3 separate regions of the Mus musculus genome follow, and regions 2 and 3 are each linked to region 1. The links are chromatin contacts, called in public ChIA-PET and HiChIP or PLAC-seq maps. All regions are on one chromosome and are shown on one strand. Each heading gives the region's core, a stretch centred on a gene start, on an enhancer-like site or on the middle of the called end of the contact. The rest is flanking DNA. Distances are from core to core; before and after follow the strand shown. Region 1 has its middle 140 kb from the start of Gm40303. Region 2 overlaps Stim2 (stromal interaction molecule 2). Region 3 overlaps Stim2 (stromal interaction molecule 2).

Region 1 (3,972 bases), core at 1,030-3,529:
AATTTAGGGCAGGAACAAGGGAACTTTCTGGATAGTCTCTTATGAGATGTTTGCCTGTTTGTTGTTTGTTTTGTGGAAGGAAGGCCAGGGGGTTATCTCAGAGATCCTTTGCCAGCTTTGTTCTGTCCCTTGCTTCTCTTCTGTAGCTACCATCAATTGCAATGGTTAGCAAACTGTGACCTAAAAAGTGACTGTTCAAGCAGAAAGCAGACATAGATAACAGGCATGACTCAGCTCCAATAAATCTTTATTTACAAACAAAGATAACATGGTGAATTTGGCCATTAAGTAGAAGTGGAAGTCAGGTGGCCCTGATACACGTCTGAGAGGCATTAGTGAGCTTCTAGGCTTTATCCCTCTCCATTTCCCCTGGCCACAGCCACCCTCTTACCCTCCCATTCCACCCAATCCCCCGCCCCCTTCTCATCCCTTAATGTTGTCCCTACACGAGACTGAGCCTTCCGATTCAGCCACATCTTTCTACCACAAGCCATGGCCCTGACAGCTCTCCTGTCTAGAGTTGGAGTGGTATCCCACGAAGGACTCAGCATCGATCTCTCCTCTTTCTTGGTTTGTCTTAGTTTAAAATGGTTTTCCCAGATGTAATTTTTCTTCAGTCTGGAATTTTGCTCTGTTTGCTTCAAACTTCACTATGAATCCAAGTTTAGAATCAGGACTATTATAAATAGCATTTGTATAGATCAGGCATTTGGGGAAGCCATGCTTTAACCATGAAATAAGTCTCCTACTGAAGATGACTCCATCCTCCATCCCTTGGCACTTCCATTTACCTCTTCTCACACCCTTCTCTCATGTAGAGTTTGAGGAAATAGTAGCAAGTCACCCGCAGGGCTTCCCCAGAAGGAGTTGCTAAGTTTAAGTGCTAATTAGCTCAGTTGCCAAAGTGTAAGTGCAGAGACCTGAGTTCCATTTCTAGAGTTCACGGGCCAAGTGTGGTGGTACATGCTGTGATACATGCTGGGGTCACAACACAGGAAGGCTGAGGCAGGAGGATCCCCCTGAGCATCACTAACCAGCCAGCTTAGCCTAGCCAGCAAGCTCCAACCCAACAAGTGACAAGCTAGGTGGATGACATCTAAGGACCAGTAGTCAGAGTTAACAGGTAAGGGAGGGACGATGCAGAGAGGGTGGTGGTGGTTGGCGTAAGGTTAAAAGAGAAGGAATTTTCAAAGCTTTATCAATATTTAGTAGATTTGACACTGAATTAGGACCTTTGATGTAGAAAGGGGTTTTAAAACAGTAGTAGTTTCTCTATTTGGGAGTGGTGGTATAAAGAAGACGCTGTCACTTCAGTGCTCATTTTAACCAGTATCTGGCCCAGAGGTTGGGGACCATCATGATATGAAGGCGAATCCATGACACTTGGATGATTCTGGCTGATGCCCACCTGTCATTTATCTCAAACACCCAGAGAGAGGGGCGTTTCCAAGGAACTGTATCTAGAACCCTGTCTCTGGTTGGTTACTTCAGCTGTAATATCCCCTACAGATCCAGATCCAATGCTATTTTCCAATATGTCTTCAAACCCTGTTTTCGGGGCACTCTCTCTCTACCAGCCTCCTCAGGGGCACACTAGTTTCCACCTCAGAAACTTTGTCCCTGTTTAGACATTCCCAGGACATCTCTCTTCTACCTGTTGCCCCAACCCAAACTTCCAAGTTCCTACTGACTCTCAGATGAGCCAAGCTGCCCTTGACTTTTCCAATACCCAATGATTTCACAAGTATTTTTTTGGGGGGGGGATCATGATCAGTATTGCATTTGGGGTGTGTGTGTGTGTGTGTGTGGTGTTCATTTATGTATTTTACATGAGTTTTACATATCAAACTTGGGTTCTCAGGTTTGCAAGGCAATTGCTTTGAGGCCTGAACATCTCAGTCCTGTCCTTGATCTTTGATGATCTCTTAGAGTTGTTTCGATTGTTCCTGAAGGAAAAGGTTGTATGTGTCTTAAGCTTGTTCTGTATGTCTAAACTGCCTCTCCCATGCTGGCCATGCTTAATATCATCCTGCAGTGGTACATGTTCTGGAAGTCTTCACTGGGCCTGCAGTTGATGTGTCTGTGTTTGCACAGCTTCCCTTTATCTCTGCAGGCTCTGACCAGAGTTTGCCCCCGGCCTTACCCAATTACAGGAAAAATAGTGTTCAAAGTAGGAAGCTAGTTCTACGAATCCACATTTCCTCTGTTAGGCAATGAGCTAGCTGCATGGGGCGCAGCATCTGCTGACACATAGCACACTCATTCGGTTTGATTTCATTTATGTCAGAAAAAGACTATTTCCATTCAAGTCACACGCGGTGAAGGGTAGTGTGGTAAAGCGAGTCATTTTACTCCCTTTAACAGCAGCTTCCTCTTCTAGAATTTTCCAGCTCCAAGGCTTGGCAGGTTCTATGGTTTTGTGGCTACTCGAGGCTTCGAGCAATGCATCTAGCAGATACATTTGTAGACAAAGGGAAAGACTCTGGGTTTCCCCTTGCCTCTCTGTTCTGGGTCTGATGTTAGCAGATGGAAATAGAGATGTTTGTTATCAGTGGCCTAGGCTTTCTCTCTAACCCGGATGGATGTAGCTAAAGATAGTTATGGTCATGCACCCGGGCGTTTCCTCTGTTAACTCTAGGACCCTGTCTGTTATCCTCTAGCTAAGACTCTGTGTTCACCTCGAGGATGGTAACATTAACTGGTCTGCTCAGGGACATCTAGATGACTTCTTTTTGAGAAAAAATCTTTTGTTAGTCTTCTTCCCACTGTGTGAATCTAATACTGAAGCTTTCTGCTTCTAGATTTTTCGATGGGGCCTGTGAGAAACTCAAGGCTTGCATCACTGACTCATAGGGAAACAAATGGAGGCTTATTAGATGCCCTTTCTCTCTCTTATGTGGTGTGAGCAACAGCAAGAGTGTCTACCACTGTCAGCTGTCATTTCATGAGTTTCTATTTCTGTGATTTATGTCTCTGCTGTGTCATTTCAGGTGTCGCACCTTGGGGATGTTATGGCTAAGATAGGAGGTGATTTTCACTCATCAAAAATCGGCCCTTGTGTTTGACAGGGAAAGAAGGAAACCATTCTGTTATTAGTCTTTTAAGTGAATATTAACATCCCCATAAATCGATGATCACTGAAGAGCTCTAAAGTCTTTAGAGATTTAAAGATCTCTAGAAGAGAGATCTAAAGTTAAGTTTAATTTAGAAATGTCTATTACCTAATAGCTGCTTGGGTTAATAGGTTTCTAAGGCAGCTAATTTATTTGGGGCATGTTTTCAAAGGGAGTTGATTGGATGCATGTTTGTACTTCTAAAGGATTTACCAAAGAAGGTATTATTCAGTGGAAAGGGACAGGGGGATTACTGCTCCTCGTTATGTGAAGTTAGTGTGATCTATGTGCCTTGACTTCTGTGTACGTTCAAAGACACAGCTCTTCTTTGATATCTACAAGTAATGATGTTATGGGGTGCAAGGAAGCAAAAGAGGGAAACCTGAGTTTCAGAATAGAGTAAGCTGTTTGGATGAACACTGACACCGAGTAGGTCTCTTGTCCTCTTCTACGTATTCAAAGTTCTTCAAATAAATGTGCACATGCAGGAAAGGAAAAGAAAGAGAAAAGCCATCATTTGGTCTCAACAGTGTATCAGCCTAATTATATTAGACACTGGAGACCTGTGTGACTCCACTTTTGATCCATTCTTACGTGAAGTTCATTATTATCTGTTTTTAATCATTGCTCACTTCAAGAGTAGGACAATGGAGATACAGGAGAAACTTTGAAAGCATTTGGGGGCCTTCCCGAAAGCTTTGAAAAGCATTTCTTTGGAAACATTTCTGCTGAGGCAGCGGGCTGGGTGTGAGTGGGTGTTGGGATGGGTGTCTGGGCTTCCCCTTTTCAGATCTGTTTACCTTACACAAATCTCCATAGAAACAAGGCTTGTTTCTGAGGTGACTTGAGGGTTGCCCCG
Region 2 (3,972 bases), core at 666-3,165, 700 kb before region 1:
ACCCACTGTTCTCCTGTAAGCCACCCTTGACTGCCTCGGGATGACATGAGGATTGTGTTTATACTGGCACAACCGGAACATCACATTCCGGTGACCCTAGGGTCTACAAAGGCATGCAAAGCACTCTATGGCAGAACCAGAGATAAAAGGAGAGGCAGTCACCTGTCAACCCTGTTCTTACGGCAGTTAAGGTTCGCTCAGGGAAGGACAGACAAGCCCATGCTTCTGTAAATACTCCCTCCTCAAGGACTCCATAAAGGAACTGAATCAAACTCATTGGGACAGCCAAATAATCAGGTGGAAAATAAGAAAGTAGGAGGAATGGGTGAGGGAGGAAAGGGCAGGAGAGAACAGAAGAGGGTAACTGGGGAGGGACGGGATGAAACACATTAATACTGTATGATGAGAATGAAGCAATGAAACCACAGTGCAGGGTAATTAACATATGCTAATAAGACAAAAAGTACTACTAGTTCCTCTGGGTTACTTCCTCCTTATAGGAAAGTTAGAGGATGAGCTAGCAAGCTGTTCATAGTCCTGGAACAAGCCAACCGTCAGGCCGGGAGTATGAACTAGGGCATACCTAGTTCTTGGAGGCGTTAACTTTAGACAGGCCTTTATTGTTAACTTCTCAACTCTTTCCTACATTCTGGACAGAAAGGTTTGCCAGTGAGATGGGCATAACTACAAAATACATCTAAAGGGCAATTTTAATTGCTTCTTAAAAAGTTTAGTAAACTTTATATTAAAAAACCTTGCAAATAGATAAGAAAAAAATCACACTCAAAAATTAACCAGACCCAAGCTTAATGTTAAGTAAAGGGAAAGAGATTTAAAATGTTATTTCGAGAGAGATGTAGTCAGCAGCAACAGAAGAGACCAGAGTTCAGTCAGACAGATTCTCCAAAAGGACACCTTAGAAGAAACAGTGGTGCTCAATAAATGCATGTGCCCAGAGGTACAATTAAAACTCATCATATAATTCTGATCTTTGACTTGGCAATAAACTGACAGGCAGTACATAAACAGTACACAGTGAGGCAGAGAACTTAGGGTCTTTTCCCTGCTTTACAACTAATTCTGAACAAGTTTCCCAATCCTATCCGATTTCTTAGTTTCTCCATCAATAAATGGGTAAGTCAGAAAGTGAGATGGCGTTAGAGAGTGTGTTCTGAAGACGAAGGAAGGGCCATCAGACAAGAATTCCAGGCAACTTATGGGATGATAGATGAAAGGAAACACAGACTGCAGAAGGACAAGGCCCTGCAGGCGCACTTCAGAGTGATAATGAATCTATATTTACTTATGCCACCAAGCTTATAGTAATTCGCCTCTGCAGGGACAGGAAATTGATACACACGCATGCCATGAAATCCTTCTACAATCCTCCCTTCTCTGCAGCACTGTGAACTGTCTGAATGTCTACTCCATCCTACTTCGAGCAGCTGAGTGGAGGAAACAGACATTAGGAAGGACATCTTTGCAGATACCTTTGAAGACTTCAACAGACTGTGTTGTAAAGCCATCTAACAGGTTGGAAAGGGATGACTAATAGAATCCTTCACACCTGCAGCCTGTGGCTTTAAAGAAGCCCACAGTAGAAGTCCTTTATCTTACACAGTGACATTAGAAACAGAAACTTAGTACAGATCTAAGTAAACACCTCCCATGAACTCAAGCCAACAAACCTAGCAGGACGCAGGATCATAATGCTGCATAGAAGCAGCAGCAAGCTGGCAACTTCACCTTCCGGCTACCCTTTTGTTATTTTTAAAATATGAATTTGATGAATACTAAAAAATTATTTGTTTATTAGCCGAGGAACAGCAGACATGACATCATGGATACAGCAAATGGAACAAAAGAAAAAGGGCTGGTGGCCCCTGGGAGTAGCAGCTGGGCCACTCCCACTAGGACGGTACCTGCTCCAGTTCCTGCTCTGCATACTGGCGCCTGCTCAGCTCACACTCTGCGCCCTCCCTCAGCTCCCGCAGCCGACAGGCCTCCTCCTTGGCATAGTTGATTTCATCCATCATTTTCCGTTCCAGATTTTGCTTTTCTACAGCAACAGTTCTGTTTTCTTCCTGTGCCTTTTCAAGTCTTAGAGAACAATACATTTTTTAAAATGTATCACTTAAGTATCCAAAATTACATTTCAATGAAAAATAACTGTTTCAAACAATATTATACTTTTTAAATTTATAGTATATTATGAATTTATAGTATTTCTATTAATCTCAAATTAGGGTAAATACCAGGCAACCTATTATTTATCCATTTTTTTGTTATCTTGGGCTCACAAGGATCACAAAAAACAGTCTCTGCAAAAAAGACTTTAAAAAAAACCTTATAAACATTTAAATCTATTTAAAAGTAAGGTTCAACTACATTCTACCTATATCTGATTTGCTTCCTATGATCTTCTACACATTTATTCCCAAATTTTAATTCTTCAAAAATACAAAATGAAATAAACATGTATTCCTAATATGAACACTAACCTAACCTAAATGTTTACATGCATATTCATGTAACATTTCACAAGCATATTTACTTATGTGACATCAGAGCTAGGACTGGTTTTGGTAATGAATTTTGTATTATTCTGGATTTTGAGAGAAGTTTTTAGTAGTAGAAGCTGATCCTGATCTCACTAGCTACACGGCCAACAATGGCCTTGGCCTGATCCTCCTAGCCCCACCTCCCAGCGTTAGCCACCACGTCCATATGCAGTGAGATGCCTCGGTTACCTCTCTTGTAAGTCCATGAGACTCTGCTCTGCAGTCTGCAGACTCTCTAAGTCTTTCATCATTTTTGCAACATGTTCCTTTGATGTCTTATTTTGTGTATAAGCAAACCAACAACCCCCAACACCAATTACTATGGAAATTGTGAGAATAAAATCCTTCATCCAGTTATGAGGTGGGCCTACAAAAAGAAAAAAAAGCAGATACTTAAATTAATTTTTGAGTGTAATACAATGTAAATATACAGAAAAGCAGACTTCCAAAGCAAACAAAACTAAATATCTCCTTCCACCAGTTACAAATTCTAGCTTTATAAAATCACAACTCTTCAAACAATCAGTATGCTTATTTGATCTATCTAATATACAAGACCTGCAGAAAGGCAAAGAAAACCACATATGGCTATAACAGGCTTTCCTTGTTGTGATTGATCTCCTGCTACTGAAAGAAAACCCCCCAGAGAGAAGGGATCCCATAACTTGCTTCTTCCATTTCCTTCAGTTAGGCCAGGTCATTGTCACTAGGCACAAGCTGGAGAATCAGTCACTCACAATAAAGCATTTCCTCAAGTATGCGGATTGTAATAAATTACTTTCATCAGTGGTCCATACTGCAGACAACTACAGTCTCGGGGGGGGGGGGGGGTCTGTTTAGATTTCTGCTTCTGAGAGGTTCTCAGGTCCGCCACAGTTTCATAGCTTTTCATATTAGAAACTAGTTTGAAAATTCCTATTTCTATGGCAGAAAAGCTCATCCTACAAGCCACATTTCCTTCATGGCTAGCAAATGGTTCTTTTTGGTTGCCTGTTCCTCTCTATTGTCTGCTATCTGCAACAGGAATGAGGCACACTGCACTCTGTATTGCTGAATGAGAGAAATACTAACGTGTCAGAGGCCCAAACAGAACCACATCCAGGGCTTTGAGTTGGAGTTTCTGTCTGTGACTTCGGTCGCTGATTTTCAACTGGGAAATCATAAATGAAGTTTCATGAACTGCTATCCTGTATATAGAAAAAATAATATGCAGTAAACAAGGTATTTCCAGTATATAAATTTCAATACACAAGCAACATATTTACCAGTTCACATACTGATTATCATTGTTGAAAGCTCATCTGTGATACTGAAAGCCTTCTGCAGGGTAATAATTGTACTGCTATATTGATGAGCTACTGTCTTCTGAAGTTATTTTCTATTATAACTTACTAAAATTGCAAAGTTTATG
Region 3 (3,972 bases), core at 637-3,136, 640 kb before region 1:
ACACACTCAACAGTCCACTAGGCCTGTTCCTCCGTAGTAAACTCATGACCTCTGAAAACACAAGCCAAAATGGATAAACCCTTAAGTTGCTTCTGTTAGATATTTGGCAATGGGATTAGCAATGGGAAATAGCCACACCTCTGTGGTAAATATTTTGTGTCATAACTTTACCTCAAATTTGAATAGTCTCACTATCTGCCTCAATGGGTGTCATGTTCAATGGCTTAAATGGCTTAATGCTTAAGTGGTTTAAAGGTATATAAATATTCAAGGCTAAATATTAACTGCAAATCATTTATCTAGCAAATGACTGATTCTAGGTCAAAAGCCACATGCACAATAAGTTTTTAAAAAAGTTAGTTTGATAACCATACAATGGCAGACATCTGTGAGTAGTATATAAATAAGAAGAAAACCTTGCGTATGCCCACAGAAAGAAAATCTTCAAGGTAAAAGTGACATTTGTATTGGTTCTTCAAAGTTCTCCATGAAGACACACACAGGCAAGAACATATGTGGCAAATAGTTACATTAAATACAGTGATAATGGAAATATGAAATGTCTATCATATTATAAAGTATACATAAGAAATTGTGGTTATTTATTTCATCTTGACTAAATAGGCGTTGTTAACATTCAGAGAAAAGACCTGCTTGTAGAAAGATCTAAAGACTATTCTGAATAAAGCAAAAAATAATACATAAAGTCTTCACTGGCAAAGAAGCTCATGTTTGCAGTTTCCTCTGCCAGCACTAGGCTTTCTCCCTGACATACCATGGCTGACCAACTCCCTTCACCCCAGGCTACCCAGCCTCGCCTGTGCTCTCTGCTGGCTCCATGCTCTCCATAGCCCCTGTCACAGTGTGCAGCACTTCCCAGGTTACCAGCCTGGCCTGTGTTCTCTGCTGGCTCCATGCTCTCCACATTCCCTGTCACAGTGTGCAGCACTGTGCCTTTCTCTCCTCACTAACTCCCACACTGAGATGCAGTCATGAAATCACAGGCTTTGTTTTGATCAGTCCTCTCCACACTACCTAGAACAGGATCTGACTCACAGAAATGCTCAAAATTATTTGTTTACTGAATTACTTATTAATTGGCTTTTAAATATAAATGTTTGGAGAAGTCTTTTAAGAAATTACTCAGGGGACTAGAAAGCTAAGTGTATCAACTGACAACTTCTCACCCCTTTATGGTCGAGGGTAAATCTAAACAGGCAGTACAAATTTCATGATTCTGTACTTTGCTCAATTGTTTCATGTTCATCTAAGGCTTAACATGAAGTCTATTCACTCTCAGATATTATTATTTACTTACTGAACAAAATAAACAATACACAATGCAAAAATATCCAACTGCAACTTTAAAATGCTAAGCACAGCCTTCCCAGGGCTCCTTTAGTAGCGAAGGTAACGATAAAGAAACTCTGTGAGGTCAAGGACAGAGACTGTTCTGACCCATACTCCACCTATAATATCACTATAAGATGCATAATAAATGATGTGCTTGAGTTGACACGTCCACAGTTGTCTCTGCTGTGACCTATGAAAGAGATACTTTAAAGGGACAATAAAAGTAAGTTCAGGAAGGAAATAAGATGCACTCTGGAACCCACAAATAATAAAACCCGCTAGCAGGGTGTCAACCAGCAGTGCTCTGGTCTTTTCTGCTCCCCTCTTCTCAAACTCTCCCCACAGCTTCTTGTGGACTGTGGATGGGAGGCAGGGCAAGGACATTAAGCAACAACACTGTGCAGGGCAGGCTCATGCAACAAAGCATGGTTCTCCAATAAGCTAATCTTACTGCCCAGTTTAGAGGAAGAAACCACTATCAACTGAAGGTGGTGCCGTAACAGGAAGTGACTCTGCAGAGACAGCCTGGGCTATCGTCAGTGAAGATCAAAAACACCAAGCCTAGGGTTCTGAGGGGACTACTGGCTCAAGTGAGACACCTGCCCACACCGAGTTCCATCTGCACACTAAGGTGGCTTATGGTTAGGGTGGAAGTGACACAGAAAAGTGTCAAAGGAGAAACTTGTTGAGAACTCAGTTATCTGGTGGAGTACAAATCCTCACTCCAGACAACTTTGTTTTACAATTGTCCACATGTCATTGATGAACATACACACTGTGACATGTAACCACCCAAAGGCTTTACTTTATAAAGCTCACTTTTATTGTTGTACACTTTATGGGTCTGCTTAAGTCACTGAAACACGCAGCCACACTTAAAATATCACAGAGGGTAGTAGGACTGCCTCCCAACCCTGTGTTCTGCCTGTTCATGCCTCACTCCCAACTCCTGGCAAATAGTGATCTTCTTAGTTTTGTCTTCTATCATAGTTTAGATCCTTACTACACAACCTTTAAAGTTAGGCTCCATTTGACTAGAAAACCAGTGACACAGCTCAGTCAATGAGTATGCTACATAAATAAGAACTAAGTACCCTGTTTTAAAAATAAAAGTCTAGGCCCAGCAGAAGGCTGCACCTATGATCCCAACTAGTCAGACAGACACAGGAAGACCCTGGACTTGCTGGACAGCCAACACAGTGGTACATGAAAGCTCCGGGTTCATGACAACCTTGTATCAAAATGTAAGAGTGACTGAAAGACTCTGACATCCACCTCAGGCCTCCACAGCACCCACATTAACTCACGTACATACTTGCACACACACACACACACACACACACACACACACACACACACTCGCAGGAACAAAGAATCATGTTTCTTTATACTGGTTCATTTCCTTTTATGCTAAATAATATCTCATTGTCTGGATGAACCACCTAGTTTATCTGTCCATTCTCTGCTGGTAGACATCTTGGCTGCTAAGCTTTACTATCAAGAACAAAGCTATGTGTAGGTTTTTGTAATTATCCAACTCTTCCAACAAGTGGAATCTCTGGACTTCACAGAAAACTGGTAAGTTTTATAAGAAATGGCCAAACTGCCTCCTAACACCATTTATACCATTGTCCACTGCCAGCAGGGTATGAGTCCCTGGTGTTCCACACTTGGTCAACACTTCCTACCGTCAGCGCTCGTGGTCTTCCAAACTGAGGGTATGACATAGCTCACTGTTTTCACTGGCATTTCACACAAGCATAATGTGGAATGTGTCTTCATATGCTTATCTGAATCTTCTTGATAAGATATGTTGCCTATGTATTTGTCACCCAAGACTGTCTATCTATCATAGCAGTCTAGGCAGTAAATCACAGAGCATAAGCTACAGGGATAAGGATGGACTCACTAGCATATGCTTCCTAGTAGCTAGCACAACGCCCTAGGTTCTGTCCTCCGCATCACAAGAAAACCAGAAACAAACAAAGTAAATATTAAACTGCAGGCATCGTAATAAAAGTAAAAATAACAGATCACACTGAAATGACAAGGGAAGCTTATCAGGGAGAGGACACAGACAGGGCTAGCATTTCAGGCCTAAAAGTCAACTAAAAAAACAAAGTTATTTTTCTCTTCCATTTGGCTAATCCAGACCATACAAAGCTTCTGAAATGTATCAACTACAATTACGCTGCCCCTGAAGAGCATATATGCTGTATTCTGTCCCCATAATCTACTGATACACACAGAGACTATAGCTCAGAAACCTACTAAGAGACAGGGTGGCTGAAACAGTAAACACAGTCTTTAGTTTCCCTCCTAAACTTCATGCAGAAGTGAGTAGGAAACAGAGCCAGGTAACTCTTAGCCAGCAGCCAATGGCCATGGCCCACTAACCATGCACAGCATCACACCCTGCCAAGAGCTCAGCTTATCATCTTGGCAACTACTTAAGAATCTCATGATTAGGATTTGCTTAATCATTACCCCTGAAAGAAAAGAAAATATATTGGACATATTACTGCCATAAACAGTCCAAACCTTTATCAAGTCAAATATTTCAGTTTAAATGCTTTTAAAGCAAACATTAGTATCATCAGGGACAATTCCCTAGTATCA

The links. ChIA-PET counts read pairs in DNA pulled down with a chosen protein or histone mark. HiChIP or PLAC-seq counts read pairs in DNA pulled down with a chosen protein or histone mark.
Region 2: a contact with region 1 is called in an RNA polymerase II ChIA-PET map of effector CD8 T cells, with 11 read pairs. The contact joins two enhancer-like sites. A contact is called at or near these places in 4 of 115 datasets of contacts at active chromatin or transcription factors (CD8 T cells, effector CD8 T cells, embryonic stem cells and 1 more).
Region 3: a BATF HiChIP or PLAC-seq map of CD8 T cells shows a contact between it and region 1, with 7 read pairs. The contact joins two enhancer-like sites. A contact is called at or near these places in 3 of 115 datasets of contacts at active chromatin or transcription factors (CD8 T cells, effector CD8 T cells and embryonic stem cells).

The regions. Positions count from the first base shown.
Region 1 is chr5:53,401,193-53,405,164 of GRCm38.p6, reverse strand. No RefSeq gene overlaps it. Among named protein-coding and RNA genes, the nearest start is that of Gm40303, 140 kb to the right of the region's middle. Within about 2 kb of position 2,279, at least 109 of the 459 cell types and tissues checked have an H3K27ac peak or open chromatin away from gene starts, as enhancers often do. A contact at or near this core is called in CD8 T cells, effector CD8 T cells and memory CD8 T cells, where this site is marked.
Region 2 is chr5:54,103,349-54,107,320 of GRCm38.p6, reverse strand. Stim2 (stromal interaction molecule 2) reads right to left here. Exons shown (of 12, transcript NM_001081103.2): 5 at 3,633-3,748; 6 at 2,751-2,928; 7 at 1,923-2,100. Among named protein-coding and RNA genes, the nearest start is that of Stim2, 110 kb to the right of the region's middle. Within about 2 kb of position 1,915, at least 15 of the 459 cell types and tissues checked have an H3K27ac peak or open chromatin away from gene starts, as enhancers often do. A contact at or near this core is called in CD8 T cells, effector CD8 T cells and memory CD8 T cells, where this site is marked.
Region 3 is chr5:54,043,600-54,047,571 of GRCm38.p6, reverse strand. All of the region lies in intron 1 of Stim2 (stromal interaction molecule 2), which reads right to left. Among named protein-coding and RNA genes, the nearest start is that of Stim2, 47 kb to the right of the region's middle. Within about 2 kb of position 1,886, at least 106 of the 459 cell types and tissues checked have an H3K27ac peak or open chromatin away from gene starts, as enhancers often do. A contact at or near this core is called in CD8 T cells, where this site is marked.